2 separate regions of the Sus scrofa genome follow, and region 2 is linked to region 1. A link is a contact called in public Hi-C data. All regions are on one chromosome and are shown on one strand. The core of a region is the stretch at or near the end of the contact, and the rest is flanking DNA. Distances in the headings are between cores, read along the strand shown. Region 1 overlaps RNF144A (E3 ubiquitin-protein ligase RNF144A). Region 2 holds the start of RNF144A (E3 ubiquitin-protein ligase RNF144A).

Evidence for each region. Hi-C and Micro-C count contacts between places; a contact is called where the count stands out from the background.
Region 2: a Hi-C map of subcutaneous adipose tissue shows a contact between it and region 1, with 2.9 times the contacts expected there. The contact joins the promoter of RNF144A here to the enhancer-like site in region 1. A contact is called at or near these places in 4 of 5 promoter capture datasets (fetal liver, fetal skeletal muscle and liver), 15 of 47 Hi-C or Micro-C datasets (adipose tissue, alveolar macrophages, blood and 9 more) and 1 of 2 datasets of contacts at active chromatin or transcription factors (skeletal muscle).

What each region holds. Positions count from the first base shown.
Region 1 is chr3:128,771,965-128,777,743 of Sscrofa11.1, forward strand. RNF144A (E3 ubiquitin-protein ligase RNF144A) reads right to left here. Exons shown (of 11, transcript XM_021087902.1): 6 at 4,409-4,513; 7 at 4,147-4,207. Among named protein-coding and RNA genes, the nearest start is that of RNF144A, 92 kb to the right of the region's middle. Within about 2 kb of position 3,172, at least 12 of the 83 cell types and tissues checked have an H3K27ac peak or open chromatin away from gene starts, as enhancers often do. A contact at or near this core is called in fetal liver, omental adipose tissue and subcutaneous adipose tissue, where this site is marked.
Region 2 is chr3:128,863,447-128,869,225 of Sscrofa11.1, forward strand. It overlaps RNF144A (E3 ubiquitin-protein ligase RNF144A), which reads right to left and starts at 3,657. Exons shown (of 11, transcript XM_021087902.1): 1 at 3,443-3,657.

The sequences.
Region 1 (5,779 bases), core at 1,922-4,421:
CCTCGATGAAGGAACTCATGTCAGGTGCAACCTGACTAAAAACTCCTCCTCCTCCAATCCCAGGGCTGACAGGGAGTGTCAGTCTTTGAGGGCCAGCGGTTTTCCATCCAGCGACTCAGCTCCACTGTGGCAGCGCAGAGGCAGCCATGCTGACTCGTGACGGAGTGTTCTAATAAAGCTTTATTCACAACGCCAGGATGGGGGCCGAGCTGATCTGGTCCACTGGCCATGGTTGGCTGATTCCTGACCTTTTTTTCTCTTTTTAAGGTGTATTAATCAACAGTATAAAGCTATCCAATGGGTGGGTCTGGCAGAAGTTTTAGAAGTCTTGATAATACAAAGGAACTCTGGCAATCAGGGAAATGTGACACTTTTTAATTGCTTTTCACTGTAATGATGTAAAGGCCTCCTGGTGCGCCTCATGGTGAGTGGAGGGGTAAAATTAGCTCTTGTCATGAGCTGAGCTGAGTGTTTGCTTTTCTAAGACTGTTTCTGGCTGTCAGATCCGAGGAGGTGGTTTTGTGGGAAAAGGCAGCTGTTGCCTCCTGGGCACACGTGTGGGGGCAGCTGCCTGTAGCTCCCTGGGCTGAGAAGCAGGAAAAGGCAAGGGAGGGAGGGGTGAGGGGGTGGCCCAGGGCAGGGGTGCTTCCAGGGGGCGGAAGAAGTATGCCCTGGGAGGAAACGGCAAAGGCCTCTGGCAGGGTTCCGCACCTTCTACCTGGTAGTGCTCCCCTTCCCCCATCTGAGTCACACTCCTGCCCCACCCCCATCCCCCCACCAGCTCTGGAATTTCTCTATCAGCTCTGCCTCCCACCTGTGCGGATGTGAGCAGGGCTCTGCCTCAACCACGTCTCAGGGCCCCGTTGTGCACGGCATCCGAGGACCGTGCTGCAGAGTGTGGGCGCTGGGCGTGCAAACATGGGCGGACAGGTGCAGCTACCTCCTCGGCTGGGTGTTTCACTGCCGACCTGACAAGGCGTGGAGTGATGGTCCACCAGAACACCGAAGGGACAGTGCTGTCCAACTGAGATCCTTCCAGTTCCTCCTGCTCTCCTTCTTCTGTGACCTCATCAGGGGACCAGCTTTCTACCTGCATCTCGGGGCAAGCGCCCAAGCGTCACCTCCCCACCACTCCTCTCAGAACAGGAACAAGAGCGTGTGTAGTGACTGAGCTGCCTTTTCATGAAAGGCCCAATTAAGTTCTGCAGCACACGGCAGTGGAGACCTAGTTAGGGTTTCCATGGTAATGACTTAAATTGTGTGACTTCTGTCCTTGAGGAGCTGTGACACAGCACCACCCATCTCCGTGGGAGAGTCCCTGTGGGAGAATCGGGGGGCAAACGGCCCGCCCCATCCATCTGCCAGCTCAGAACTCTTCCCTGGCTGCTGGCACGTGTGCCCCTCCTGTGAGCACAGCCCGGGCTCCTCCCTCGGGCGTCTAGTAACACCTGCATCATCATTCTCACTGCTGAACTCTGCCAGCTGGGGCACAAGACGGGACTCCAGCAATAAGAAAATCCACACAAGGCAACATCAGAGTTTTTGTTTCCAGGATGTAAAAATACATATGTATCTATGTCTATCTACCTACCTATTATTCTATCACACATATAGCTTACATGATGTATGAGATACATTATATCTTACCTGTTATGATACATAAATATTGTCCCTAATATTTATATAAGTGCATATTTGCATAGAATCTATTTTTAAACAAGGCAAGCAGTGTATTTTCTGGCACAGGAGAAGAAACTCATCTAACTCCCATTTCCCAGAGAGATATGCATAATAGATTAATGAAGCAGGTGCCCAGAAGCCCTACTTATCAAAAAGCCCAAGACTCTTTAAAAGGGTGCTTTTCTTGCTCAAACACGGTTGTCCTTTGAGAAGCACGCTGTGAAGGGCAGCAGGCCCAGAGACCCCTCTCCTTCTGGTCCAGCACTCACTGCCCTGGGTATGTAAATAAACACCTGCAGCGTGGCAAGGTCGGCATCCAAACAGAGCTCAAGTGTAGTGCGGTGAGGCATGCGAGCTGGGGTGATGGACCCTCCCTGGCAGCTGTCCCCTCCTGCCCGGGAGAGTCTTCCAGGTGGGGAGGAAGTGCTCAGAAAGGGCCCTGCAGCCTCCCTCCTGGCCTCCTGCCTCCCCAGGTCCCCAGTGGGAGGAGGGAGGACTTTAGATTAAAATCAAAGCTCTGTTTATAAGATGGGACATTCCGAGAGCAAATGGAGACAGTGTCTGCAACTTAAAGTAACCACAGGAATTTTTACGAACTACATGTTGTCAGAACATCATGGAAAATGTCACTTTTCTCCAGTCAGCATCCTCCCCAGTGAATTTCAAAGGAGAAGAGTAGGTTGAAACCTGCTTCACTGATCCTGCCCCAGAATTTGCCCAGTGACTGGCTATATAGCTGTATTTTGGCTCTAACATTTTAATTCATTCCTACAGGTTTTTGGTCCTATGGTCCTATAATGCCCATGTTCATTCTTTTTTTTTTTTTTTTTTTTCTGCTTTGATTGTAATGTTAGCAGAAGGCTTTCAAGTGATGGGTTTGAGAGAGATTATTTAACTTAAGTCAAGTTGGCTTCCTCATTATGCAAATGAAAAAACAATCTTCTTTGACTAAGCCAAAGTACTGAAAAAAATAACAAGAGTTAAAAGTATTAAGTAGGAACATTTACCCAGCTGCATTTTAAAATTCAATGTCATGGAAAGTTCATTTTCTGGTAACCCAAATTACTGTCAGGTTCTGTCAAGATTCTCTCCGGAAAATGTTTTCAGGAGAGGCTCAAAGTCTCAGAAATCCAAATTGATCAATTTTTTAGCTGCACATATTAACTTTTGTATCATAAGATATTATATTTAAACTACAAACTGCCCCAAACCAAATGACATATGGCATTTAAACCAATAAGTTCTTGAATTTAAGGCTGTCAAAAATTCTGTTTGATTTTTTTTTTTAAGTTGGCAACATATTGCTTTTTTTTTTTTTGAGAAGTGAACCTCAAGAGGAAATGCAGCTATCTTTAGCATGCCTTGAAAAAAAAAAAAAAAAAAAAGAGAGAGAGAGAGAGAGAAATTTCCACATTCAGCTCGAGGAGGAGCCTTTGTACACTTTTGTCCGGCCTATCCTGCATTCCAAAGCCGATGGTGTTTTCCTGTAAACACACATCCCAGGGCGGCACCTCTCGTGAATGCCCAGTCCAGAAAAGGAGCCAGCAGCAGCCCAGGAAGAGGAAAGACTGGATTTCAGGGATCACAAACCGAGCTAAAAGCTTTAGAATCTGGATGTGGCATCTTCACAGTAAAGTCTTACCTATAGGACTTCATCAACCCTTTCTGTCACTCTGCTGCTTTTCAGCTGAGTCCAAGGTCCAGAATACATGTGGGAACAAGGCCACCCAGAACCTACAGGCTCTAAAACACCACGCTGTGATCCTGGTGTGTGTCGGAGAGCAGAGAGAGACCCGTCCTGAAAGGCTCTCGTGTCTTAATGCTGGAGAGGCCCGGATCCAGTCAGGAGGGCTGCCCGGGCCACCGTGGGGAGCGGGGGGACCTTATCCACTCCCCACCCCACCACCCGCCAGAGACAGAAATCGGGGCACGTCAGCTGGCCCCTGCCGTGTCAGGCATGAGATGGACAAGCTTGCCAGGCAGCCGTGAGACCTGGCGAAACGAGATCTGGGCTGCACTAGGTGGACGGACGTGTGGTCAGGATGGTGACTGTCCCCGTTCCCCTCTGCCTGACCTCGGCACGTCCTTCCACGCCTTTGTAGCTTTTACATTCCACGAAGTTCAAAGAGGTAGTCCTCCAACCATAGGCCTTAACTGGCTGAAGGATGCATGCCCCATGAGGGTCTCATAAAGGCACCCCATAGTCCCAAATTCCCAGAAGCAAGTTGTGTTGCATGGATCCTCCCTGTGACCGATGAGACCTGCTGCCAACAGAGGCCATCTTCCAGCTGCAAACTCTGCAGAGACTTCAAATGACAGGGAAACTTCAGAAGTCTCATTTAGATGCATCTTTCCACCTCCTGCTGCAGGCAAAGGACGCACAGTCCTATCCACCAAAAGCAGTGCCCCACGTTCCCTGGATTCTGTCACAGAAGTCATGACCAGCTAAGACACTGGGACACCTACCTCGTTCAAACTGTAGCTTTTTGTATCTTTGCATAATTTCAGCTGCTACCATGCACTCAATCTACGGGGGAAAAAATAGAAAAAGGAGTGAAACAATCTGAGGGCTAGAATGCAATTCCAGGTCCACCCAGACAGAGCCCAGGACCCCCTGATGCAGAGAGGAGCCCAGGCTGGTGCCCAGCAGAGCCCAGTTCCCCAGATCCCGGGACCCCCCTGATGCCCAGGCTGGTGCCTGGCAGCGCCTAGTTCCCCAGCTACATGCCTCATTCTCCTGCAGGTGGCCCTGTCTGGGGCAGGCAGCGTCCGGGCAGCTAATGGCAGTTTCTAATCCTTCTTTGATCAAGAGCTCCACATACTGTTTCAGGCACTGAAAAACAGAAACAGAGACATCTTTTTAAACATCTTTTCTTCCTTAAGGCTGAAGGAGCAGTGATGCATTAAAAAAAAAAAAAAAAAGACAAAACAGGCCCACGGTTGCAGGACAGTTTTCTGTATTTTCGCCGTGTAGCCCATAGCAACCAGCAAATTAGAGGTTTTGTTCACTCCACAAATATTCGAGGGATACCTCTTCTGCCCCAGGACTAAGGATGCGGTTGAGTCCCTGAGCACCAACTTGGCAGATACCACGCCAGTGAGCCTATTGGGGGAGCAGAGGGGAGCTGGGAAGCCGTAGCCCTCAAATACACTTCGGATGTCGGAACACACTGTGTTCAGGCTTCTCTATTCCACTGTTTCACGTACTCCTTACATTTGTGCAGGAAAGGCACGACCATGGCGTCATTCATGTGTGAAATGCACGGATCGCCAGCTGACCCAGCCTGCAAGGGCAAAGCCTGGGTTCCAACCCAGCCTCACCTGACTCTAAGATGCATGCCACCCAAAACCCCTACAGCTGCCCGTCCTCCCCCCACGACCCTCCCTTGCTGGGCAATTACTTACTCCCCCCTGCCCGCATTTGGCAGTCTGGCTGAACATCTGAAGTAAGTGAGAAGAATCAGTGAAGGGCACAAAGCAGAGCCTACACCAAGATGGGGGCCTTTCAGAGTGCAGCTTCCTCTGGCTTTACTCTACCAGCCTTGGGAATCCAGGGTGCCCTGGCAATGCACTTTGCAAACAAGTGGAAGGGAAGCTAGGGCCTGCCCCAGGTAAGCTCACCGCCAAACAAGACCGAGACAACTCCGAGGCCCTACACCAGGACTCAAAAAAGAGCATGGAAACCGGACCTTTCAGTGAAGGAACTACAAAGTACAACATCTCACCGGCACCTGCAGCTCCACTTCCAATCACAGCCCAGCACAATACCGGAGCCCAGAATACCAACACCATATTACACTGGTATCATAACGCTGTGTGGTGCCAACAGCTCACCAAGCTGTTTCCTAAGCCTCTTCCTTCCCCAAAAATGTCTGATCCACTCCATGAAAAGAATGCATGGCTATCAGTAACAGATGGGCCTTACATGAGATCCAGCTGCAGTGCTACTTGTTCTATGCCTGGAACAGGTCTCTCTCTCTCTCTACCAGCCTCATATTCCCAATCTGCCATGAAGGTGGATGGACCCACCTCAGAGTGGGTAAGACTTTTACAGAAGAGAAACGTCTAGAAGACAACGCGGGAAAGAGGGTATATATAC
Region 2 (5,779 bases), core at 2,407-4,906, 92 kb after region 1:
GCATATGGAAGTTCCTGGGCTAGGAGTCAAAGCAGAGCTGTAGCTGAGGCCTACACCACAGCCACAGCAACGCAGGATCCGAGCCTCATCTTTGACCTACACCATAGCTCACGGCAATATCACATCCTCAATCAACTGAGCGGGGCCAGCGAGCAAACCTGCCTTCTCCTGGATGCTAGTCAGGTTCCTTTCCACTGAGCCACAGTGGAAACTCCCAGGGGAAAAGTTACTGTTGATGGAAACGCCTCCTGTTTCCTGACCCTCCAAAGTCAACCTCCTAAGTCAAACTACATGTTGGCTGACATGCTTCTTCGTGCCATCCAGGAACTGCTGCTTCTCTATAACACTGCATCCAGCTTGTCAATGTGCTCCTTAGAGAAAGCCCTGCTCTCTGCAAATATAGGCCATTCGGGAAACACAATCCAATTCAGGCTTCAGATTCCAGCAAAGAAGGACAATACAAACGCTCGTCACCAGGGAGCCACCCTCTGCAAAAAGCCCCATCTCTCACATAGCATCTTTGAGAAAAAGCCATTGTTCTGAAAGTGAAAATAGAGGTGGTCTGGTTTCCTTGCAAAAATTCTTAAAAATGGCTGCTTTGCTGAGTAGCCCTGAAACACTGTTTCTCCCGGAAAAGAGCAGCACATTCTTATTTTGAAATCTTGGAAACCGTGCAGACCAACCCGTTAGTTTCATAGTTGAAGGAACTGGGGCCACACAGGGAGGTCAAGACATGTGTCCAAGGTCACAGAGCCAGATGGAAAAGCTGTACAAGCTCTGTCCTTCAGCCCAAATCCCAGCAGGTACGTGGACAGTTGCTTCCATTTAATTTCTTCATCTACTTAAGCAGAGGTACTCATGTGTGTCAGGAATGCAGAAACAAGGGAGAGAGGAGGGTGGTGGGTTCCAGAAATGATGGCCTCAGATGACTCTTCTCATCTTAAAGGGAAGAACCTTCCGCTTGGTTCTTGGATATCCAAGGTAGGAAAGTGGCCAAGTGAACACAGACAGGGCCCCCCTTGGCTTGAAGCATCCCACTCTCTGCCAGCCTCCTGGCTGCTTTTGACCTTCCACACCCCAGGAACTCAGGGAGGGAAGCCTTGCCCTGGAGAGTCTAAGACCTCGGAGGCAAGTGGCTCCAGACCCCCAGACCCAAGGGCAGCTGACCCGTCTCCATCTCCCCTAGTTCAAGGGTGGTGCAAAAGAAAGAAGAGCAGACCCCTGGGAGAGCTGATGCCAGGCCTGGGCCAGCCACGACCCCTGTGTGGCTGGGGTCCCTGGCCTCTCCCTGCCAAGCCCACAATATCCTCAGCCACAATGGGCAGGCGCGGCTGGGGATCCATGATGACCAGCTAGCTCTGGGGCACACAGGCTACGGGGACAGGCTTCCCCCATCTCGACACCAGAAAGACTCTCAAGAGGGAGGAGAAAGTGGAACAAAAGGCGGTGGTAGGGCCAAATTATGAACCACAGTGGAAAAACAGGCGACGTGGCTCCCAGCGTCTGGCCCTGCCCGCCGTCTGGCTGAGCCGCACGTTCCCCCACTGAGCGCCAGCGGCTCCAGCTAAAGTGTGTGAGGGCCCTTCCAGTTCCCAAACCACATCAACCCACAGGACAAGCAGCACGCTCAGGTGACAATCTGGATGCAGGGACCACACAGGAGTGAACCCGGGGAACTGGAACACGTTTACGGAATGTAGGGCTTTGAAAGTGCCCTTGCAGTTTTCATACCCCCATCTTCAGGGCCCACGGGCACTACACCGTTCCTCTGCCCGCTGCTCCCCCCACCTGAGTTCACCCTTCATCAGCTCCCCTTCCAAGGGTACTGACATTTCAATCAGAGCAGCTTTCAACAGGATTCCAACTGTAATTGTGCTGGATCTGGAAACTACCCCCTCCCCCCATTAAAATGAGGTCATTTCCATCCAGGTTTCTCAGTAGGTTCTCAATCCCTGCCTGACCTTTGATAAAGCGCGGAGGTGGGAGCCCGTGCTGGGACGAAAGGCCGCACACTCCACATGCCTTCTTCACTCTAAAGCAGTGCTCCGCTCACTCTCCTCCAAAACCATCCGTGACTCTAAGAGCAACAGGATCGAGTTTAAAGCGGGCCCGGAATGCCCAATTTCACGATTTACCCTCATCTGACTACTCTGGGCATAGTTCCTTTGCACTCTCTAAAAAAATAAGAAAAGCAAAAATTGAAAAGGCCCTAGAAAACCTCAAAAGACCAGGTCATCCTCGGTACCAGGAGAGGGATTCCAATCCCAGGGGCACTGGAGCTGCAAGTGCGGGAAAGTTCGGGGCACACCCCTGAAGTTCCATCCCCTCCTTCTGCTGGGCAGTTCCCTCTGCCCAGATTCCTTCTACCACCTGCAACCCGCCCCACCTTCAAGCATGGCTCTGTCACCCTCCTGAGCAGCAGCCCAGACCCTCCTCTCCGGGCCTCGCCCTCCTGGGAAGTCGCCCAAGCTCCGCAGGGTCTGCACCACCTCATTTTCCATCTTACACTTTTCAACACAGCTTGTCTGCCGGCTGCCCCTGGCCGGTGCACTGGAATGTGTCCTTATTAGATCCCCAGGCCCCCCTCCTAGGAAAGCGCTTCCTTCCCACAACAATTGAGAGCAAGACCAAGTGGGGTCTGTTCCTGGCTCAGAGACCAGAGCTCCCTCCCCAAGGGTCAGCAGGATTCCCTGGGCCGCCTTCCCCACCTTAGGCCTGGCACAAGGCAACTGTGGGATATTTTTCTAGTGGGTTTATTATTCTTCTTCTTCACTGGGAAGAGGGCAGAGAGAGAACTTTTGTCGTGACCAATCACCCTAAGACCTGCCTATGGAGACCATCAGGGTACAGAAAGTAACCCCTTTCTCCCCATGCCTGACCCTACGGCTCCCGGCTCGCACGAGTTCCCAGGGCTGGGTGCCCGGGATGGTGCAGGGGAGTCGGGGCATCACTGCCTGCTGGTGGGGTGCTTAGACCAACAAGGAAGTTTCTGCGCACCCCTTGGGAGAGGACGGTTTGGGAAGCAGGGAGGCGGGCCACTGAGGTCACTGGGCATCTGGACATGCACCGCCGAGCTCACAGGGCACCCGCCCACTCCACCAGGCTGACCTTTGGCCGCCTCCCCGCTCCCCAGCAGGTCGCCCTCGCCAGACCTCCTGGAACTGGGCATGAGTCCTGCAGCCCCCAACCCAGAGCCGTCCCCGCCCGCCACCTCTTCCCCCTGACGGGCCGGGGCGCGGGCACATGCCGATGCAGAGCCAACGTGTCCTCGGCCCTGGGGCCACCGAGGGGCAAGGCCAGGGTGGCGCCCCTGGCACGGACCCGCCATCGCCCCCGCCCGATCCCCGCGCCCGAAGCCGGCTCGGCACCGCCACCTCCACCGGGCCCCTCGGCCGCGCCCAGCTCCCGCGAGACGGACACAAAGGGGACGCGCGACACCCACCTGGTCCCGCGCGGCTGGGGCCCCGGGGCCGCCGCTCCTGCTCGGCCGCGGGCGGGGCTCCGAGCTCCGCGCCGAGGTCCGCGGTCGGGTGCCTGGGTCCGCGCTGCAAGTGGGCCGCCCGCGCCGCCCTGCCCGGAGCCGCCCTTTATTCCCGCCCGCCCTCCAGCCGGGGCGCACCGCCCGCGGGGGGAGAGTGGGCGGCGGCGCGAGCGGCACAAAGACGCGGGGCGCAGAGGCTCGGCCCGAGCGCCCCCGCCCGGCGCGCAGCGCCCCCTGCCGCCAGCCCGCCCGCCCGCCGCGCCCCGCCCTCGGCCGCGCAGGCCCGGGGACTCCCGCTCGCCCACCGAGGACCACGGGGCCCACGCCGCCCAGGGGATCACGAGGCGCCTCGTCCGGCGGCGGCCAGAAGACCGTCCCTGAGGCGGATGCTCCGGGGCCTCAAGATGAGCCAGCTCGGAGAGTAGTGGGTGAGCCCCAAACACGCTTGGCCGGCGGTAGAAACCCTCTCCGGCTGCGCAGGAGGCCAGGGCTCCAGTCCTGCCACCGACCAGATCGGGCCCCCTAGAACCTCGGCCTGATGCCCTGGCATGTGAGGACCTCGCGATGAAGGCTGAGGGCCTTGCTGTGCCAGCGTCACATGTCTTTCTGCCCCACTCCCTCATCGCTTTGAAGGATGGAGGAGAGGGGGCAACTTGGCAGTCCCTCCGTTCTGTGGATTCCAGAGTTCCTGGCACAGCAATTTCTTTCCTATTCTTAGGGTTCCCAGCTTGTTAGAGTCCAAGATCTTTGAAGGTAGAATTTTCCTGTAAGATTTATCTTTGCCACTCCCTCTGGTAGAAGTTACCCAAGCGCTAAATCATGTGTCTCAGGCATGCAGAGTTGAACAGAAATAACCGGTGTGTATGAAGAATGCTTTCTTCAAAGGAGACGCTCTTTTCTGCAGAAGTGAGGGGAAACCCACATCACAGGTCCCTTCCTCGGCGCCCTCCCTCCACAGCCTCGCCTCTGAATTCTGATGCATCACCTACCAGCCGCGTGACCTTAAGTTACTTAACTTTGTTGTGCTTCCATTTTCTTATCTGAAAAATGCAGATCTTGGCAGGGATTCAGTAAGGCAGATATGCATAAAGAAGTATCGACGTAACTGGAAAATGTTCAGGATTCACTCCATCACCCTTAGCTGTTCCCTGTCTCATTTTCCCCCAATTAAACAAGATTCCTAACTGTCTTGACATTCTGCATAATTTGTCTTCCTCTACTGCATATACATCTTTAAAAAAAAAAAATCACAAATCCATCTCCTCTACATTGAGCAGTTATTCTGGTAAATATTTCCCTCCCCCAAATATGAATGAGCATTTCTGATGCCTCTGTCAAATTCTTTGTGCAAATGTCATCATTCAAGCAAAAGGCACAATGGAAAGAATCTTACCAGCACTTGAAAATGACAATAGTTCTGCAGAAAGGCCTAAGCTTCACAGAAAATATAAGCCCCACCCCCGCCCCATCCTCTGCTTGTGGTACCTGGGAGGTAGGGGTGTGATACTCCTTGTGAATGAGTGATTCTATGAATGAATGAGAGGATGGCAGCAGACACACAGGGAAGGTGATAAATGGGTCCGTGCTGAGATGCAGATGTTTCTGTGGTAAGCAGGGACATTGGGAGTCAAGTGGGGAGGAAACAGCTGAGGCTGCCCCGGGAGTGATGAGGTGCACACACCAGCCTCTTACCCACCTGTGCCATTGAGACTTGTACGTGCTTCCCCGGGGATGCGTGTGTCTGTGTGTGTGCATGTGTGTGTACCTGTGACTTCCTTCCCACGTGTGTTTGCGGCCATTAACACGACTGTTGTGGGGGACATGGGGAAAGAGGATGCCACCCCGATGATGCCATTTGCATCAGGCCATCCAGGGCATCTCAGATGCACTTATTCTTCCTGGAGTCTTCCTAATCCACCAGTGCCTCCCCCATCCCCAGATTCCTGGTGACATTGTATAATAGTGTGTCTCCATGCTGATCATGGCATCTGTTACACTTCTCTCTGATTATCAGGTCATAAGATTCTGCAGAACAGCCATGAAGTAATTGTTGTGTGGGGTTTCACATGGGGCCTGTGCAGCCTAACTGCCAGAGTCATCTGCTCTGAGCTGTGCTGCTGAACAACCTTCCTGGTCTCTCAGATAAGCAGCCTGTGTTTCTCAAGGTCACGCCCACCCATCACTGGATGGTTTTCAATCCAGTCCTCTGCACGGGTCGGGGCTCTCAGCCATCTTACCCAGATGTTTTCAGGGGTTTTTTTTTGGTTGTTTTTTTGGCTTTTTGGTTTTGTATTATGG